2 separate regions of the Anser cygnoides genome follow, and region 1 is linked to region 2. Evidence: chromatin contacts called from public Hi-C data. All regions are on one chromosome and are shown on one strand. Each heading gives the region's core, a stretch centred on a gene start, on an enhancer-like site or on the middle of the called end of the contact. The rest is flanking DNA. Distances are from core to core; before and after follow the strand shown. Region 1 holds the start of ARRDC4 (arrestin domain containing 4). Region 2 holds the start of PGPEP1L (pyroglutamyl-peptidase I like).

What was found. A called contact is a pair of places that touch in the nucleus more often than the background predicts.
Region 1: a Hi-C map of liver shows a contact between it and region 2, with 9 times the contacts expected there. The contact joins the promoter of ARRDC4 here to the promoter of PGPEP1L in region 2. A contact is called at or near these places in 2 of 7 Hi-C or Micro-C datasets (both in liver).

What each region holds. Positions count from the first base shown.
Region 1 is chr11:4,631,039-4,635,610 of Taihu_goose_T2T_genome, reverse strand. It overlaps ARRDC4 (arrestin domain containing 4), which reads left to right and starts at 1,837. Exons shown (of 8, transcript XM_048076325.2): 1 at 1,837-2,248; 2 at 4,052-4,118; 3 at 4,403-4,550. The coding sequence starts at 1,903. LOC106036443 (protein FAM169B) reads right to left here. Exons shown (of 34, transcript XM_067003776.1): 29 at 4,540-4,572; 30 at 3,468-3,758; 31 at 519-735.
Region 2 is chr11:4,416,473-4,421,140 of Taihu_goose_T2T_genome, reverse strand. It overlaps PGPEP1L (pyroglutamyl-peptidase I like), which reads left to right and starts at 3,309. Exons shown (of 6, transcript XM_048076253.2): 1 at 3,309-3,656. LOC106036443 (protein FAM169B) reads right to left here and starts at 4,373. Exons shown (of 34, transcript XM_067003776.1): 1 at 4,150-4,373. The coding sequence starts at 4,183.

The sequences.
Region 1 (4,572 bases), core at 588-3,087, 220 kb before region 2:
TTAACTAAAAATACCAAAGATAGCAATATGTTAATATACCTCTGTTCCCAAATATGATAAAAACATTTGTTAGTTCCTGTGAAAACTAATTCAGAAAGCACAAAGGAACTTGAATATCCAAAAATTGTTTAAATACTCAACGAATCATCACAGCATTTTTTTCTTTAGTTACATAATTCTTCACCATGAGCTGGGAAACCTGTGGCCAACAGTCCAGATAAAGTCCGTGAATTCAGCCCATCTGGAATCACGTTACTTTTCCCCACGTTATTACTGATTAACGCTGAGGTGTGCGTTAACACGTAGCCAATGAAAGGTGTTCCAAAGGCCTACGTGGCTCTCAGCAAGGCCAAGTTCTTCATCTCAGAAGTAATTCTGAACATGAGCGTACGTTTCAGGGGACCGGATATCACAGAGGTATGCCACGAATCCTGAGGAACCCTGAGGTTATCACGTCAGGTAGTTAAAAGCCGAGGCTCTGAGTGTGGAAGCCATTTTTTACTAATTCCGGTAATTACCTGAGTCAGCAGGGAAGCACCAGGCTGCTCCTTTCCAGTGCTCACGAGGGATAGAAAAATGCAGGAAGCAGCAGCTGCTGGAAGCGTCGGGCACGCGGGTGACTCGGGCAGGGCAATGCCTCCTGTCAGCGAGGGGAACGCAGCAGGTCGTTCCCCGCACACACCTTCAGGGAGAGGCCCTGCTGCAGACTCAGGCGATGACAAAGTGTGACACTTCCTAAACAAAATTAACTTCAGCAACCCTCTGGTGCAGGCGCACCGTTTGGTTTTGTAACGCGTATCAGGCTGGCCATGGCTCAGAGCCGCACGGCCACCAGGCTGCTGGGTCCTGCCCTGTTCCCCTATGGACACAGACAGCCTTCCCGCTCTTCCTACAGGCGCCGGGGGCTTTCCTAAATTTGTACTGCTAAGAATTGGGAATAACCAACCTTGCTTTTATGCTTGTGGGCTGATTTGTCAAGTATGACCTGCAGAGTTTGTACGGAAAGGCTTCGGCCGTGCTGCTGAGGCCTAGCGGCACGCGGCCCTACATGGCCGCTTCGCACCCGGAAGGCACGAGCTCCCCAGTGGGGCACCCGCTGGTGACGGAGCGGAGGGAATCCAGCAGGTGCGTGTACAGCGAGGGCAGGGCACAGCCTCCCTGAGGTAAACTGAGGGGGTACCACCACGCCGCCAATCTTTGCTTTATTTTGTATTCCGTGAGTCCCACCGCCCGCGGGGCGAGGCTGAGCCTGATGGCAACGCAACGCCTGCCCCGAGCTCCTGCCCCTGGCCCTGCTGACAGGAACGGAGGCCCGCTGATGGCCTTGGGCCTCCCTCAGGCCTCCAGCCCCCAGCCTCCATTCCCTAGTCCTCAACCCCAAGCCCCTGTCCCCAGCCCCCAATCTCCAGCCTCCACCCCCATTCCCCTATCCCCATTCCCCTATCCCCATTCCCCTGTCCCCAGTCCCCAACCCTCACCCCTCACCCAGCCCCCCCCCCGCCCAGGAGGCCCTACCCCGCGCCCGCCCTCACCCCTCCCCGCGGCCTGTCCCGGCCCCTCCCCGCCTGTTTACCCACGGGCCGCGCACGTGGCGGCCTCGCCCCGCCATTGGCCTCCCCTCCGCTGCCCTGCAGCCTCCCCGCCAATCGGCGCTCTGTCCACGCGCCTCCTCCCCCCACCCCATTGGCTGGAGGGCGGCGATCACGCCGCGTGACGCGCGCCCCTCCGCCGAAACCAAGCGGGGGGCGAGCGAACGGCGAGGCGGGGAGCCGCGGGGCGACCAATCGGAGCCGGGCGGCAGGGGCGGGGCTCGGCGCTGCGGGCTCCGGCGGAGCCGGGCGGGTTTTAAAGGCACCGACGGCGGCGGCCGCGGCCTGCCCGGGGGGGAGCCGGGGCGCCAAGATGGCGGCGGCCGGCTGCGGGCCCGGCGGCGGGGCGGTGCGGGCGCTGGCCCTGGTGCTGCAGGACGAGGCGCGGCCGGGCGGCGGCGGCTACTGCAGCGGGGACACGGTGCGCGGCCGGGTGCTGCTGGAGCTGGCGGGGCCGCTGGCGCTCCGCGGGCTGCGCCTGGAGGCCGCGGGCCGGGCCCGGGTGGCGTGGGGCGAGGCGGCGGCGGGCGGCGGCGGAGGAGGAGGAGCGGCCCCCGGGGGAGCCTGCGGGGCGGCGGCGGGGCCGGTGGGGCCGCGAAGGGAGGCGGAGGTGCGGTACCTGGACGTCCGGCAGAGCCTGCTGCGGGAGCCGCGCGGAGGTGAGGGGATTGGGGGGCGGGAGAGGGGGTGAGGGGGGAGCTCTGCCCCCTGGGGGGGCCGGGAGGCGGCTGGGGGGGGGGCACAGAGGTGCGGGGAGCAGCCCCCGGGGCGGCCGCAGCCCGCAGTGTACGCGAGGAGAGGGCTCGGCCCGGTTTGGTCGAGTCCTTAGGCTCGGGCAGGGTGGTTTGGGCAGGCGGGATGGCAGGGCGAGGGAGGGGTTTTAAGGTAAAAGGGGAGAGGTTTAGGTTAGAGGTGAGGAGGAAATCCTTCGCTCTGTGGGTGGTCAGGCGCTGGGACAGGCTGCCCAGAGAAGCTGTGGGTGCCCCATCCCTGGAGGTGGTCGGCAGCAGGTTACGTGAGGCCCTGAGCTAGTGGGTGGTGTCCCTGCCCATGGCGGGGGCTTGGAGGCCCCATCCAGCCCGAGCTGTTCTCTGATGACTGCTGCACCGTGAGCCACAGGTCCAGAAACACAGCCTGCAGTTTTCACTTGGTTTGTTACGTTGGTCTCCTACATAATGTGTCCCGCAGGGGTTAGCTCTTCACAAATTACCTTAGGCACCTGAGCGTGCCTCATGTGCTGTAAGCAGCACCTGAAGTCACCAGTGAAAGACTCTGCAAGCAGCCAGCTCGCTTTTGGAATGACTTAAGAGGAACACCTTTAACAATCACGCAAACGCTGCAGCATTAGGGCAGTACTGAAGAATTAAAGGAAAAATGGCATTTCATCATGTAATGGTGAAATACTTCTCACGCTTATCTGTAGGAGAAGTAACTGTTAGGCCTTAAATCTCCACTACAGTAGGCCCTCTAAAAATGTATTATGATTATGTATATTAGTAATAAAAATAGTAATGCTGGCCTTAAATTGCAGCTTTTTAGTACAGAAGGTAGCTGAGTTGTTAACTGAATAAGTAGATCAGCTGCTGTCATAGAATTATAGGATCATTTCGGTTGGAAAAGACCCTAAATATCATCAAGTACAGCCATCAATGTGGCACAACCAAGTCCCCAGCTAAACCATTTCCCTAGGTGCCAAATCCGTGCTTCTCTTAAATACCGCTAGGGATGGCGACTCTGTCGCTTCCCTGGGCAGCTGATTTCAGTGCCTGACCAACCTTTCTCTGAAGAAATTCTTTGTGATAACCAGTCCCGGCACAACTTGGGGCAATTTCCTCATATCCTATCACTCTTTCTCTGAGAAAAGAGACCAACACCCACCTTGCTGTAACCTCCCGTTCAGGGGGTTACAGGTAGAGAGCGATGAAGTCTCCCGTCAGCCTCCTCTTCAGACTCAGCAGCCCCAGTTCCAGCAGCCGTTCCTCATATGTCTTGTTTTCTAGTCCCTTCTCCAGTTTCACCGCTCTTCTCAAATGCGTCCCAGCAAACCAGTATCTTCCTTGTAGTGGGGTGCCCACAATGAGCACTGAACGTAGTACTCGAAGTGCGGTCTCACCAGTGCCGAGTACAGAGGGACAATCACTTCCCTAAATCACTTCCTTTATCACAGTCCTGTTAAAAAGAAAAAGAAACATAATGCTTTCCAGAAGCCATTTTGGATTAGAAATTGGCCAGCATCCTGAACTGAAACTCAAGGTCTCAGTGCTTCCTTGATTTTTTTTCATTGAAATCACACCACAGAATAAATAAAATGTGGGCTCCCATCCAGAACCCACTGGGATCAGTAAAAAGTTTCTTCTAGTCCCTTGCATCTGGGTGCTTTCAGTCATAAATAATTTATAAAAGCCTCTGCTTTGTTCTATTTATGGAATAACTAAAATATACTATTGGTTTTTATTCTGCAGGTGAGGAAAGCTTAGTTCTTTTAGATGGAAGACATGAATTTCCCTTCAGCTTTCAACTCCCACAAGAGTAAGTTAAATAATGCAACCTGAAGGGACTGTGCTGGACACTGCTTGTTGTGGAAAACGAACTCTGTGTAATTTGGCTCAAGTTTTTTAATATCAAACCGATAGTTCAGCTTTATATATTTGTCTTAATCAACCACCACGTAGATTGGCCTTGTTTGTTACAGTTTCCCTAAAGCCTTAAAAGTACAAGAAGTAAATTGGTAAACACTTGTATATACAGGAACTGTTCGTCTTTGCAACTGTGTTACAAACTGATGGTAATGGTTTTATGACTGCTTGTTTCAGGCCTCTGGTGACCTCTTTCACTGGGAAGTATGGCAGTATTCAGTACTATGTGAAAGCAATTCTGGAAAGACCTGCAGCACCTGATCAAAGTGTACAGACAGAGCTTCAGGTCATTAGCCATATCGACGTCAACTCACCAGCTTTATTGGTAAGAAGGTCCTCCACTCCCC
Region 2 (4,668 bases), core at 2,060-4,559:
ATGCAGCTGCAAATTAATACATCACCTTCACTAGCTATCACAAGCCTGTCTTGGAACTTCTTGCTAAGGCAAGAAATAAACAGCTGTACGTAGTGGAGAAAACATGTAAACATCTCTCTTGTTTCTCTGTGCCATTGTGTCAGCTATTCTACATGTCTTTGAAGGTGCTCCAAAATCAGCAAGGCTCTGCTTTTCCCTTTTTTCTTTTTTTTCTTTTTTTTTCCTTTTTTTTTCTTTTTTTTTTTTCATTTTGGGAGGAGGAAGAAGCAGAGACAGAAGGACAGACTGGCAATTAAGGGCTACCTCTGTGCTCTTCACAGTAAAGCTGAGATTGTTTAAATTCAGTTTACACAAACTCTTCTGTAAGGACAAAAGAAACCACTGCTGGTGGTTAAAAATGCAAAAGGTTTTGATTGTAAGGGCTTGACAATCAGCCAAAGATATGACTAGGGGGAAAAACACAGCAAGACAGCTATGACCAGAATGGAGGAAACAAGGAAAAACACATGGCCTGACTTCAGAGCAGAAAATTGACTTAGGCTTTGCATAAACGACAGCATACCTCAAAGCTTGCCTGATCCACAGCCTGCCTGGAATGAGAACATGTAGTCTAAAAGCAGAGCCTATTAAAAGGCATAATGTTTCTAAACGGCATCTGTTGCGTACTAATAAGCATTACTTAAAGGACACAGGCCTTAAATTGCTACCAAACGTGCACTTATCTGAAACTGCTGCAAGGCAATCATTACAAAAATGTCACATGACACCATGGGAATTTGAATAATATAAGATGTTTTTATTTAGTTTGGCTTGAAATCATTACACAGAAAAAATATGGAGGCACTTTCTGAGATTTTGAGACTGTGGAACTTCACAGGAATGAAACACTAGCAAGAATTACATCAGCGGAGCCATTTGCCATCTGTTGTTGGTAATACTATAAAGACCAGCCACCAGACAGCAGTTTCGAAGGTTACAAACACAACATTTTTAAGCATCCGCAGTCCGCTCCATAACAGAGCAGGACCCAGTTTACTTTCGATATGTGTGACCTGAGGGTTTGCCAATCATTTTGCAAAGACAGCAAAACCGTGAATTGCCACCACAAAAGTTTGGGAGTCTCTTGGTGTGCAACCCTTATACAATGCAGAAAATACACCAGCCTGTTCTACATCAGTTCTTATAACATACTCATAAGCATAATGGCTGCACACCTCCCACTCGGAATTTAAACAGGCTAGACTTTCCCTCGTGTTGTTTGTTCTCTCACACTCTCCTCCCAAGGGAAGGAGAAAGTTCACTGCAATGCTATTATGGGTAGGGACTCAGGTTTGTTTGCTGGGTTTTGGACTGTATTTTTTCTTTGAGAGAAGTATTTTGAAGGAGGTAGGATTTTGTTTCCTGCTTCCTTTCCTTCTAGGACATAACTATGTATTTATGTTAAAGCAAGGTTACAGTAATCTGCTTTGCCTGTGGCAGGGAAAGCGAGGAGGTTATGAAAATCCTTACCTCTTAGAGATACACACGCCTCACTCTGAGGAAAAGTCTGCTTGTTTCATAGATGAGAATTTAGTTATACTGAAGAAATATGGTTGTGGATCAGACTCATCTTTGAGCTTCAAGTAGCTTTCTCTAGATGTAGGGACCGCATTCATGATACGTAGCGCATCTACACTACCAGAATTTTGAGTTTCCACCTTTCAGGGTGCTGACTTCCTGCCTGTAAACTTTAACTGATTGACATGGATTTCATTGAGGGCAGGGAATTTTCCATCTACCTAGAGAGGCAGATGGAAATTTAAAGCTTCATTAGTGCAACTGTTAAACTAGATGTACAGGTTTGTCATGTGGCAACTATTTCCCAGGCGCCAGCATCATATGTATTTTGTTACTCACTGAATGTCTTTTGCAGCCTTGTTGTTAGATGGTTAGCACATACAAGTCCGACTCTCAAAATGCTCTGAAATCAAAAATGTCTTGTGGCAAGGCTGAATTTAAAACAAGAACCTCAAGTTCTATGTCAACATCTGGCCTGCTTTTCAATGGCAAGGCTTGTGAAAAACAGTTACAGGAACAGACCTCAGGAACAAGTAGAGTTGCGGCACCTCAATTACAGCAGGGCATGAACTGAAAAGTACCACTTGCACAAGAAGAGCTAATGGCTGACTCCAGTATTTTCTTAACATGTTATATACTCAACCTGTTACCAATGGTTACATAATTACTTTAAACAATATTCAATTATTTAACTGTCAAAATTCAGACAACACCTAGAAACAATGACATCCATTCCAAAAGAGGAAGGGACTGGAAGAAGAACTATTTTAAACATTCGAGAATAATGAAAAAAATTGGGGAAAAAAGTGTTGACAGAACCTGAAGTGCCCAACAGCACATTTGCCTGAACATGAAAAACCAAGGCTCATTCATCTAGAGACATTTTATTTTAAAACATCAGCAGAATTAAGAGTATCAAAAAAAAAAAAAAAAAAAGGATTATTACCAATGTTTGACTTTCAGAAGTGGCTGATAAGAGGGAAAAAATAGAGCCATCTGACTACAGTGCATTTAGCCATCAGCAGTTAGAGGAACTAATGAACAACATCATTATTTTACTGAAGGGGATGAAGTAGGTGCTTTAGATAAATGGCAGCAACTTAAAATGCGTTTCAGAAGATAAATTCACTTTCTCTCCATTTACCTGCTAGCGTGACAAATTAAGAAAGGAGAGCATAAAAACAGAGCAGGAGGGAAAGCAGTGCAAAAGCTAACTGAGGTGATGCAACGGGCCCTTATCCAAACAAGTGCATGAACAGAGATTCTTGGAAGTGCTCCTAGTCAAATATAAACCAGGAACACTACACATGCCAGACTGCCTTGGAAATCCATGATAGAGCATGTGCAGAAGACTCACCTGTCCTAAAATAAGATCCCATACCAAGCACCAGGAGTGTTATCATTTGGAAACACAGTGTCTATTCATTTCAAAGCAGTGCTCCACCTCATAACAAATTGTGAGTTCTCTCTGTTGGCCCACACTAGGCAGAGAAGCTCTTTAGCTATGGCCAAAAACACCAGTAGATTAACTTGGGCTGAAAGCAGATGGTTTTTCTCTCCCCAAAAAATTAATCATTACGAACCATGTATTTCTTGTTCTACAATCATCTCACGATCAACAAAGAAAGTACTTACTGAATACCCTTTCTTAAGTAACCAAGGGCAACGTAGAAAGCCTTTTATACCTATTCTCTACACCAAAATAATGCAGCAAATTATTTCTTGGTGGTCAAGACACAATGTGTCTACTGCTCCTTCCTCCCCGACACAGTGTTGTACCTCAGTCTGAGTAAACACTTTAACATGTTCTCTGCAATTGGGCCTTACAGATGTAAAAGTATGTTTACAAAGTATTGCCTCTGCTCTTTATTAGTTCTCAAGTACTTCACCATTAAAGTCACAGCCCGATGCACCTGTGCCTCTACACGTACACAAGATGCGCCATTTTACCAGCGCCACCCGCTGAACCAAAGCTGACAGAAATTCTGGGGCCAGCTCCTCTCTGCTTCAGGGCAGGTTTGGGCTACCCTAAAAAACCTGGAGAAGCTACTTGTGTGCTCGGGAAAGGGAGAAAAGAAAAACTTCAGCGACTTGCTCTGGTAGGCCCGCTTTGAGGAGGGCGTCAGACGGGACCACCCCAGGGGCACCTCCTCACCTCAGCCACCCCGTGGAAAACTGCGGGTTGGGAACACGGCCACGAGGAGCCTGGGCTCGCCCTGCCGTGAGCGCAGGCGAGGGCGCAAAAGTGTTCGCGACGAGGGCAGGGCGGCACGTTGGGCGCTTCGGCAGCGCCCCGAGGCGGGCGCTGAGGAGACGCCGCCATTTCGCGGCGGCGGGGGGCGCCCGGCGGCCCCTCACAGGAGGAGGCGCCCGGCGGGGCTGCGAGGCACCGCGTCCTGCCTCCCGCGGGTGAGCAGCCGGCCCGGGGGGACATCGAGGGCGGCAGGAGGGAGGCGAAGCCGCCGCCCTGAGGAGGAACAGGAGGAGAGGGCGGCGTGAGGGGAGAGACGGGACGAGGGGCCGGCGGGGGAAGGAGGCGAAGCCGCGGGGGAGTGCGGGCCCGGGCGGCGAGCCCTCTCCCTCCCCTCTTACCAGCGGCGGCTCTTCCTCCTCCCTCGGCCTCCATCACTGCCTCGGAGGCGGGCTCCGGCCGCCTGGCCCGCCCCCGGCCCGCGGGGGGATGGCGGCGAGGCCCCGGCCCTGCCCGGCAGCCGCTGAGGGCGGGACGCGAGGGGCAGCGGCCGGGCTGAGGGGAGAGGTGGCTGGAGGGGAACAAAAGAGCGGAGGAGGTTGTGATAAACCGGCCTGGCGCCGCTTCTCTAGGAGGGAAGGCTAAAAAGGGTGAGGAGAAGGTGGCTGCAAACGCAGGGCAAGGTGGCAGGGGGGCTAAGGAGCAGCTCCTGTCCTCCCCCTGGCAAGCACCAGCCAAGCATCGCACTTCACCGTAAAAAATGCTGAATAGAAGTTCTGAATTCTTCATTTAAAAGGTCCAGGATGACAAACGATAGGGCTAATGCCAGTTTCGTTAAGCCCTGGGAATAGTGAAGTGCAAAAATGGTATTTTTATGACTGTTCAGACGTGTACTGTGGTGATCTTTAGCAATGTGAAAG